Regions from separate parts of the Mus musculus genome. Here region 1 is linked to region 2. A link is a contact called in public HiChIP or PLAC-seq data. All regions are on one chromosome and are shown on one strand. The core of a region is the stretch at or near the end of the contact, and the rest is flanking DNA. Distances in the headings are between cores, read along the strand shown.

What was found. HiChIP or PLAC-seq counts read pairs in DNA pulled down with a chosen protein or histone mark.
Region 1: a contact with region 2 is called in a BATF HiChIP or PLAC-seq map of CD8 T cells, with 5 read pairs. The contact joins two enhancer-like sites. A contact is called at or near these places in 1 of 115 datasets of contacts at active chromatin or transcription factors (CD8 T cells) and 3 of 9 other capture datasets (adipose tissue, liver and pancreatic islet).

What each region holds. Positions count from the first base shown.
Region 1 is chr16:14,086,528-14,091,856 of GRCm38.p6, reverse strand. Bmerb1 (bMERB domain containing 1) reads right to left here. Exons shown (of 6, transcript NM_144518.3): 3 at 2,838-2,911. Among named protein-coding and RNA genes, the nearest start is that of Marf1, 70 kb to the left of the region's middle. Within about 2 kb of position 3,381, at least 69 of the 459 cell types and tissues checked have an H3K27ac peak or open chromatin away from gene starts, as enhancers often do. A contact at or near this core is called in CD8 T cells, where this site is marked.
Region 2 is chr16:13,843,544-13,848,669 of GRCm38.p6, reverse strand. Pdxdc1 (pyridoxal-dependent decarboxylase domain containing 1) reads left to right here. Exons shown (of 23, transcript NM_053181.3): 14 at 881-944; 15 at 3,247-3,335; 16 at 4,794-4,899. Among named protein-coding and RNA genes, the nearest start is that of Ntan1, 27 kb to the right of the region's middle. Within about 2 kb of position 3,444, at least 13 of the 459 cell types and tissues checked have an H3K27ac peak or open chromatin away from gene starts, as enhancers often do. A contact at or near this core is called in CD8 T cells, where this site is marked.

The sequences.
Region 1 (5,329 bases), core at 2,132-4,631, 240 kb before region 2:
ATTTCCTCTGTATATGTTAAATCACTTCAGGCTGCCCGTAACATGGAACACAACACAAGCATTAAGTTAACAGTAATCATGTGTATCTGCCAGGGATCTTGACAAGAAAGGGTCAGTGTAACTTTCAGTGGGGATATTACTTTTCCAGGGGGCTGAATCTGTGGGTGTTTAATGCACAAGATGCATGGAACTTCCTGGAAGGGAAGGGAAGGGAAGGGAAGGGAAGGGAAGGGAAGGGAAGGGAAGGGAAGGGAAAGCTTTCTCATTGACAGAAATACCGCCACCAAGCACGTGTCAAGCATGGATGATTTTCAGCTCTTGGGCATTGACTGTCATCCATTGGACGAGGGGACATGGCTTCTGTGGGTGGAGCTCAGGTGTGACTCTGCCCCCCTGCCTCCATGTGCCCACTCACTGCTGCAGCCCCCAGCTTGCCAACATTATCCCACCTACTCAGGGTCAGGTCCCAAAGAAACTCAGGACAAAGGGCTAAGTGAGGTAGATGCCTGCTAACATATCAAAGCAGATGCTGGCTGCCAGGTTCTTCCAGCAGCACAAGTACCTGTTAGAGAGTCCTAGGTCCTTCTCACCCAGTCCTCTCTCTACTCTAAACCTCTCCAGCCCAGGGTCCACTTCCCTTCCCCCAGCTTCTCGTTTTCCTATATAACTCAGCCATTTGGGGCATGCATGCTTTCTTGGCTCTCTTGGTTTTAATGAACTCTCTTAGTTCTGTTGGCTGCCTTTCTTGTCTCTCTTTTCTTCTTCTCTCATTTTTCCTCCCCCTCTCTCCTCTCATGGCCCAGTCTATTTTGTTGGTCATGTTCAGTGTAGACTCCTTCAGAAGCATCTGCTGTCCTCTCCCTCATAGCTACAATAAAAGCCTGTTCCTCAGCCATACATAGGAGTGGTCATGTCCTCATCGTCACTCACTCAGCAATAGGAAATCCAGCTCATCGACTGTACCAGAGATCCTGGCTCTCAATGCCCCTATGTGCTCCAGCTCATCTATTGTACCATGTTCCTATGTACTTGCTTCTTCTTTCACTCCCTCAGCCACGACCATGATCTATCTTCCCTAGACAATGCTATGGCTTCTTGCCTGGTCTCCCTGGCTCATAACTCTTGTCTCATCTGTGACCTTTACTGTCCAGAACAGACAGGATTTCTGTTCTGGTCTATTTGCCCTCTTTTCCCAGCTTGTGACTCTGAGTTCCTCGACCACTCTAAGCATCCAGTGGTTCAACATAGATTGTCACAGAGTTTTTGTTGTAAGTTGGTTGCTTGGTTGGAAATAGGCAGACCTCATTCTCATGAGCCGTCTGCATCAGATTTTCCAAGTCCTAACATTATTAGTATTTACTTATGACCCTGACTATCCTCTTGTATATATTAAATCACTTCCAGGTTGCCTGTAGCCTGGACATGCACAATCGTTCAGTAAGCAGTTGTTGATATGCACCAGCCATGCCCACCAGTACCAAAGTAAAACACCTGCCAAGGCCAAGTTCTTGAAAAAGAAGCTGTGTCTATTAATAATCCTTCCTTAGCACTATCAGACCCCCATGCACACTGTCAATGACATGAAGTCAGAGAGACACATGCCTGAGTCAACAGGTACGATGATAGTCTTAGAATCAACTGAAAGGAGAGGTGCCATAAACAACTGGGAGGACTTCTCTTAATCAGGTTATCTGCAGTGGGAAGACTGATCTTAAATGTGATTGTCACCTTCTGGTTGCAGCATACATCAAAGGTGTAAGAGTAAAGCTCTGTGTTTGCCTATTATTCATCTACCATTTGTGAATTCATCTACTTTACCTTATATTCCTTTGCAGATATTAGAACCAGATTCTTTGGCCTTCCAATATGAACTGCTCAACAGGAATCTGCTAGGCCCTCAGGACCAGACTGGGACTACGAAGGTATCTAGCCTCATAGACTGAGCAGCACTAGGTCCTTAGCCTCTGCAGTATGCAGAGGCCACTGTTGGCCTCCTGAGAGCATATCATGTAAGTCAGTCTAATAAATCCCTTTTAAATTCTATGGGTTCTGTTCACCCAGAAAACCCTGACTTATACAACAGGCGTGTGACTGGTTAGTCCTTTGATAAGCACAAGGCCCATATGCCATGTAACTTAGAGTGTTTGGAGAGGGAAGTCATTTAAGGGAAAGCAATCAGATCATCAGTAATTAATAACTGATAGATGGATGCTTGGCCCCAATATTACAGCCTGTGCCTGCTCTACTCTCCCTCTTTCCACACATGATTAAAATGGCAATAATGACTCTTGAGTCAAAATGATGCCTGGCCTAAAGTGTACATTTACCACCGCGACAGTCACACTTGGCAGCTTTGTCATCCCTTTGCAGTGCTTTGGTGCAGACCCAGGTCTCTGCACACACTAGGAAAGTGTTCTGCCACTCAACTGGTCCCCTCAGCTCTCGTGAGATTGATGGTGAGTATATTCCTCTTCCATTTTCAAAGGAAGAAAAACTCAATCTTGTAAAAAATAAAGAGGCTTGCCTGAGGTCCCAAGGTGGTCCTGCCTGATAGAAACTTGTGTTTATTTTGTTATTGGTTTGAGATATGGTCTCAGTCAGCCCAGGCTGATTTCAGATGTGTGGGTCATTTCCCTGCCTCTGCTTCTCAAGTGCTTAGATTATAGGTGCAGACCACATACCCTGCATGAATTTGTGTTTAAATCCTGGAGCCTCCATTGCCAGACTGAAATCCCATTAGGAAATGAGACAAACCCTCTATTCCCAATCCCAGAGGTACAGAGGACAGATGTGGAGCCCTGGCGGTGGCTGACAGAGGATGTAATCACACATGGTACCTGGGATGGCGACCAAGTTCTGCAGCTCCTGCTTCAGGTCCATGATGTCCTTGCAGAGCTGAATGTCATCCATCCTACAGGGACAAGACACCACATAATAAGTTACCTCAGCAGAACACATCCCAGCACTAGCCTTGTTTAAACACTGGAGGCTAATGAAAGTGAGGGCCATCTTCCAGCTGTTTTTAGATAAGTCTGGGTATTTATCACTTTACTCCTTGCTGTGACAAAAAGTAACTTAAGGGAGAAAAGGAATTGTTTGGGCTCACTGTTCTGGGGACTACAGTCTGCCATTTGAAGGGAGGCAGAGAGGCAGGCAGCTCTGTAGCTATGGGAGTCTGGCAGGTGTTTTTACACAGTCCAGACCCAGAAACAGAGTGCTTGGGCAGGAACCTGGCACGTAGAACCCTTGAGTCCTGCCCCAACAGCTAGCTAGGCCCCACATCCCCAAAATCACATTATAACCTCCCACAACAGTGTCACAGCTCTCTGTGTCTACATGCTAACCACAGAAGCCTGTCAGAGCTCTCTGTGTCTACATGCTAACCACAGAAGCCTGTCACAGCTCTCTGTGTCTACATGTTAACCACAGAAGCCTGGCATTCGGGGTAGTTACATTTAAACCACAAGAGTCTGTGATGACGTTTGCAGAGATTGGCTTATGAGCTGCTGAACTGTCTAGGTGAGAAGTCCTGCCCTCTGTAGCAGAACTAGTCATCTGTAGGTGAGGACAGGAAAGAGGATGCAAAGGAGGAAGTTAAGGTTGTACATATACTTGCTCTGTTGCTATGTGTCTGTCAAAAGGAGAAATTAGGGGTTGTACACTCTCTCCATTGCTATTTGTCTATCTCTGTCTTTCTCTCAATCTCTCTCTCTTTTTCTTTGTCTCCCTCCCTCTGCTCTTAGGCATAACTCCAAAATTTTCACCTCTTAGATTCTGGATTTTGTACCATTGATACCTAGGGCCTGAGGCTTGTGGACAGAATCATCCACGTCCAGGTTCTGAAGCCTCCAGACACAGACAGAGTCATAATACTAACGCCCCCAGTGTAGTGTCCATTCTTGCAGGTTTAAAAGTACGCCGGTTATAAATATCATGTGACATTGTTACAAAATATTTTCACAATTTGTTCTTTTTACTATTTATGCCTTTTAGTTTATAATGATATATAATTCTACTTCAGAATATGTCTTGAAGATGATTCCCTGTTAGTGCATTCAAGTCAACTGATTTTTGTGGCTGCCCAGCATCCTGCTATATTGATATACTCCTCATACTAGGTTTTCTGTGACAAATTCCTAGACATAGAAGCAATATAAACATTTACATTTCAATAGGAATTCACAAACCCCTTCCAGGGCCTATTCAAGGGCTTTCCTACAATTCTGCAATGTATTGTAGTAAGGTGTGTGTTACAAAAAGAAAAAATTAATCCTGGCCTAAGATTTTAGTTCAGTTGATAGCATGCTCTCCTAACATGCACAAAGCCCTGGGTTTGATCCTCAGAACAACATAAAATGGGGGTGTTTGTGAACACGCATGTAATCTCAGAACTGGGATGTTGAGGCAAGAGGATCCGAGTTCGAGGTCAGTCTGGGTCAGATGAGACCATGTCTCAAGAACAATTTGTTTTAAAGTCAATTTGTCATTCTCATAAAAATTATTTTCAGTGGCTACCAGGAACTTCCCCTGCAGATTTCTAGGGTGTGCTCATTGATCATCTAGGTGGATTTTTAGGTTATCTGTGCTACCTGGGTCTCCACGGGGTTAACATAGATTTATGCAAGAATTTTTTTTAATGTGGGAAGATTCTGAGAAGCAGAATCACACTGAGTAAAAATGGCTTAACAGGTCAACGATAGCTGAGGCATCTTCAAGGCAGTTCCCAAAGTATATACAGTTTCAAAATGTGTATATTCACACCTGCATCTTCACTGAGCGTCTGCTGTGCTGGCCTCAGGCCTAAGCTCTGAGAAGTCACTACCAACAAGGCTCAGGCAGCATGAAGTTGACCTTTTGTCAGTACAGATAGATAACCACATGCTCACATATGTAGAAACGTCCCAGGATCTCCTCTTGCTCCTGAACACCAAAATCCACACATGCCCAAGTCTTGAAAATAAGACAGCCTAATGTCTGCATATAATCTCTATACATACTCCTAGGTATTTAAGTCACCTCTAGATAACTTATGATGCCCAATACAGTCAACACAGCCTAGATATTATATAATCAGGAATTATCCTCTCACTTAGGATATAATGACAAAAAGTTAAAAGGGTGGGCCCAGGGGCAGAGCTGGAGAGATGGCTCACTGGATAATAGCATGTACTAATCTTCCAGGGGATTAAACCTTGGGTCCCAAACCTGAATTAGGTGGCTTACAAACACCTATAACTTCAGCTCCATGGGATATGACATCCTTTTCTCACCTCCATGGGTGCCTGCACTCACATTAATAAGTGCATGCACAGACACACAACATAACTTT
Region 2 (5,126 bases), core at 2,195-4,694:
TTCTCTCTCAAAACAATAACCTAAAAAAAGTTAGAAAAATCGATGGGCCAGCTGCTTCCTGTGTGTGCATAGAAACTTCCTTGTTGTGGTTTTACTGATAAGTTTATCAGCCACAGCATAATTTAATTACAAAAGGATTCAAAGCTTCAGTGATAGATTACAACTGTTAAATACTGAAAGAAAGCATCCCCAGAGCTGATCCCAACAAAAAAGCCTGCCTCAGATTGTTGCTTGGTTGTGTGGTAAAGCCTGGTGGTTGGCTGACTGTGGAGAGGGAAGTACATGATGCCAGAGTAATGCAGTCTACTCTGCAGTGTTATCATTGTCATCTATTAGGAGAGACATTGAGCCACTCGTCTGACAATACCCTGGTAGTTTTTAAGCTGCCAGTATGAGCATTGCTCATATTGTTCTGTTATAAAAGATAATGAAAGATTTTCTTTTAAATTCCTGAGTATAAAAAGTTCTTGATTTAGGCTGAAGAAATGACTCTGCAGTTAGGAACAGTTGCTTTTCTTGCAAAAGACCCAGGTTTGGTTCTCAGCACCTATATAATGGCTCACACTATTCTGAAACTCCATTTCCAGGATATCCAGTATCCTTTTCGGGCCTCTGTGGGTACCAAGCATAACTTGGTTAACTCATACACTTTTTTTTTTTAAGTTGCTCGTTTATGCATGACTTCATAGAGTCTGTTGGGTCAAGAGAGGGAGGGACCATCATTTTCATTGGTCACCTCAGGCCAGTTACACCCTTTGAGCCTTTTAATGTTTGTGTATAAGCAGCATTTCTGCCTATTTTCTTTCCAAAGATACTGTCTTATCCCGCTGATGTTTAGCCCTATCTTCAGTGTTGTAACAGCACAGTTCTCTTTTTGCAGGTGGAAGATGAGCTCAGTTCTCCAGTAGTGGTGTTCAGGTTTTTCCAGGAATTACCAGCCTCAGGTAGGTGATTAAAAATTTTTTTATGCCAGGTGTGGAGGTATAGGCCTTTAATCCTAGCACTAGGGAGACAGAGGCAGGCTGTGAGCTGGGATACTAGCCTGATCTACAGAGTGAATTCCAGTATAGCCAGGGCTACACAGAGAAACCCTGTCTCAAAAAACCAAACTGTGTGTAAGATGTGTGTGTGTGTGTGTGTGTGTGTTCATGGCTTTAAATTTAATATCATATAAAATTAAGTTCTATATGTTTTTATTTTTTTATTGATAAAGTCTTCACTCATGGAAAAGTATAACAGTTTCCACAAGCACGCTAAGTGCCTGTGACTAAACCAAAGACTCTGCAACCCTACCACATAGCCTGGGCTGAGCCAGCTAAAGGGCAGTGCTTAGAAAGAAGAGTCGCTAACTTACAACATTGGCTTTGCTTTCAAAATTCCTTTAAGGAGAGTGACTTTTTAAAAACTGTAAATAAGCTATTGTATTTCTAGGCATGGTTTTAGGAGTCACATTGAGGAAGGAAAGGTGTGGACTTCAAACCTCTTATTCCCCTGCTAGCTTTCAGCCCCTAAGCTGCTTCTCAAGTATTGTGATATAGGAGAATAGATCTAAGAGTCCATCTGTCTGTCTGTCTCTGTCTCCTCTTCTTCCTCTCACTCTCTCTCCTCCCCTACCCTCCTCCCCTACCCTACCATCTTGTTCAGGCTGGCCTGGAACTTGCTTTATAAACTAGATTAGCCTGAAACTCACAATGAGTAACCTGCCTGTGCCTCCTGAATGCTGGGCTTAAGAATCTCTTTCAGCCTGGTGAAGTGACACACTCTTACAATCTCAGTACTGGAGAGCCAGAGGCACAGAATTTCTGAGTTTGAGATCAAGTTAGAACTAGAAAACAGCCAAGCCTACACAGAGACACCCTGTCCAAAAAAAAAAAAGAACTCTGTTTTTAAAGAATGGACTATGTTGGGAATATAGAAATTTTTAGCATTCAGATGACACTGGGTTTTAATCCTCAATACTGCAGGGGGGCGGGGGGAAGGACAAAAAATGACCAGCATGCCACCAGCCTAGTCCAAGGCACATTAACTTTCATCTAGGTGACACTGTCATTCCCATATTGCACACAGTTTCTTCCAAGAAACTCTGCATAGAAATTAGTGAACATTACAAGTCATGTCAGCCTGCTGGCAGCCATCAGCATCTAGGGCTCCGCACCACACCCACAAGGCTCTGCTGTCAGGTCTGCCTCCTTCCTGATCGCTGCTGCTTCCATCATTGGCCCCTTCCTTAGTCACACTGGCCCTTTCCTTGTTCCTAGAAACACTACTCTCTCCTTAAATGTGGCTGTGGTGTTGCTGCTTCAAATACGCATCTCTTCATCCCTTTTCTTTCTCTTTTTTTCTTTGTTTGAGACAGGATCTCATTCTGTAGGCCTGGCTAGCTTTAGCTTGTAGCAGTCCTCCTGCTTCAGACCCTTCCCCCTACTGCTTTTATTACTGTTTCCACTGAATGCTCACCTTCCTGTCTGCATAGGCTCCATTACCTTCTATCAGAGCACTACCACTTTTCAGTGGCTTTAGCTTGATACATAGTGGGGTTTATTTTCTTTATGGTGTATTTACATTTTTTTTTATTCCATTTGAAATTCCTTGAAAGGGAACTTTTCTTTTTTTAAGATACAATCTTCCCCTGGGACCCAGGCTGGCCTTGAATTCATAACAGCCCTTTGGCCTTAGCTTTACTAAAGGCTGAGTGAGATTTTATAGATGTGCACCACCAGGCTGGTGTTGAAATTATTTTTAAAAAAGAAAATTAAGAATCCTATGGACATTGGAGGTACATGCCTTTAAACTCAACACTTGGGAGGCTGAGGCAGGCAGATCTCTTGAGCTCAAGGCCAGCCTGATCTATAGAGAAATAACCACTAAGGCTACACAGGAGAAACACTGTCTTTAAGAACAACAACAAAAATCCTATTATAGAAGCCGGGCGTGGTGGCGCACGCCTTTAATCCCAGCACTCGGGAGGCAGAGGCAGGCGGATTTCTGAGATCGAGGCCAGCCTGGTCTACAAAGTGAGCTCCAGGACAGCCAGGGCTATACAGAGAAACCCTGTCTCGAAAAAACAAAAACAAACAAAAAAATCCTATTATAGAAATGCATTGAGAAGTTACTTAGTTCATCAGAAAAGTATTAACAGGTCAGACATTTTGATTTCATTATTATATGATGCTGTTGATGGATTGAGTTGTAATGTTTATTGTAGCTTTGTTTCTGGGAGTGAATCCTTTCTGTGTTTGGCCTCAGATTCAGCGTTTAAAGCTGTTCCTGTATCCAACATAGCACCTGCAGCAGTTGGCCGGGAAAGACACTCCTGTGATGCACTGAACCGCTGGGTAAAGATGGCTGCTGTCTACTTTTTCTTCTTTACATCCAGAACAGCGTTTCCTGGCCTCACACCTGTATAACATGGTCATGTGTGGTTGGTTAGTCATTCCCACAGGAAGGAACTTCATACAGAGACACCAGGCTTGTTCTGTTCTGACTCATATCACCACATCAGACACTGTTACCTCTGGCAAGCCACTCACTTTGCTTCTGTGACCATTTCCTAATTGCTATGAAAGACAATAAAATAGCCTGGCCCGCACACAGTACCTCTGCTTTGGGCAACAAGAGAGTTGCTAAATCTGGGTGTATTGGTGCATGCCTTTAATCGCAGCATTTAGGAGGCAGAGGCGGGTGGATCTCCAAGAGTCTGAGGCCAACCTAGTCTACATAGTCCCAGAACAGCCTAAACTACATAGTAAGACCTGTGTCAGAAACAAAGCAAGTGCATCAGAAGGAACAGGTGTTCCCGAGCACCTGTGGCAGCCAGGCAGGACAGGCCAGCATTCTACTCTAATGGCTCTTTGGACACTGGAGTGCAGTACCTCTAGATTTTAGACTTCCTGAGTGTTCTCAACAGGGTAAAGATGTTCACAGCAGTGTCATTTCCTAGGCTCTAATAAATAAGATATAATATATCCATGCAGTGCCATTCATAGCAGCTCTTATAAACCTACGGCCAAATGTTTAAAACAGATGGAAAATGATCACAAAGTAGATGGGGAAAAAAGCAATCTGGGGGGCTGAGTAGGTCACCTGTGACAAAGTGCAAGCAGTGTAAGCATGAAGACCTGAGCTCAGCTCTAGCCGTCATGTTTATAAAAATAGCCAAGTACAGCAGCATGCCTACAATCCAGCACCAGGAACGCAGAGATGGGTGGTTCGGGGAGTTCACTGAGCAGACAGCATGAGCAAACTGAGAAGCTCGAGTTTCCATGAGAAGGCGTGCGTGTCTCAGAAAGTGAGGAAAATGCCAGTATTGATCTCTGGTCTCCACATAACCATGCACACACACAAATGTGTGCCTTCACACATACATACAAAGAAAAAGAGGAGGTTCCTAAGGTGTATAGAATATCATGTTTTGTTATAAACACAGGGAAAAGACCCTGAGAAATAAACTGCATGTCAACAGTCAAATGTTAGGAGGATATGGGTCATTTTTATTTCATATTTTTGACTTAACTGTATTGCATGTTTTTCTAAAGTGAATTTGTAGTTAGAATAACATAAAATGAACTGTTAATTGGAAAAGGTAGGAAGAGTAGGGTGGGAGTAGGTGAGGGGCAAAGTCCCCTGGGCTCTGTTCCCAGCACGGGAAACAAAAAATTGCTATTAAGTATTGAAAGATACCCTGAAGAATAAGGGGAACTAGCTTCAGAAGCCATTTTAGTCTGGGGTGAGGGTGGGTGGTAAAGATATTTAAGTCCCTGTTGCAGAAGTGTTCTCTGTCCTTTTCCCTGCAGTTGGGTGAACAGTTGAAACAGTTGGTGCCTCAGTGTGGCCTCACTGTCATAGACCTGGAGGTAGATGGCACATGTGTTCGGTTCAGCCCTCTGATGACAGCAGAAGGTAAGGCAATTAATTGCAGCTCTGCCCCTCAGGGTTCCATCACACCTGCTGATGGCCAGCAGCCGGATGAGTGTGTCCATCTTACAGTAATTCTGCTCTCCTGGAGTTTGCAGCGTCTCTCTTTGAAAGAGCTTTTCTTTTTTTGGTTTTTGAAGAGATGGTTTCTCTATTTAATAGTCCTGGCTGTCCTGAAACTCTGTAGACCAGGTAGCCTCCTCAGTCCTGGG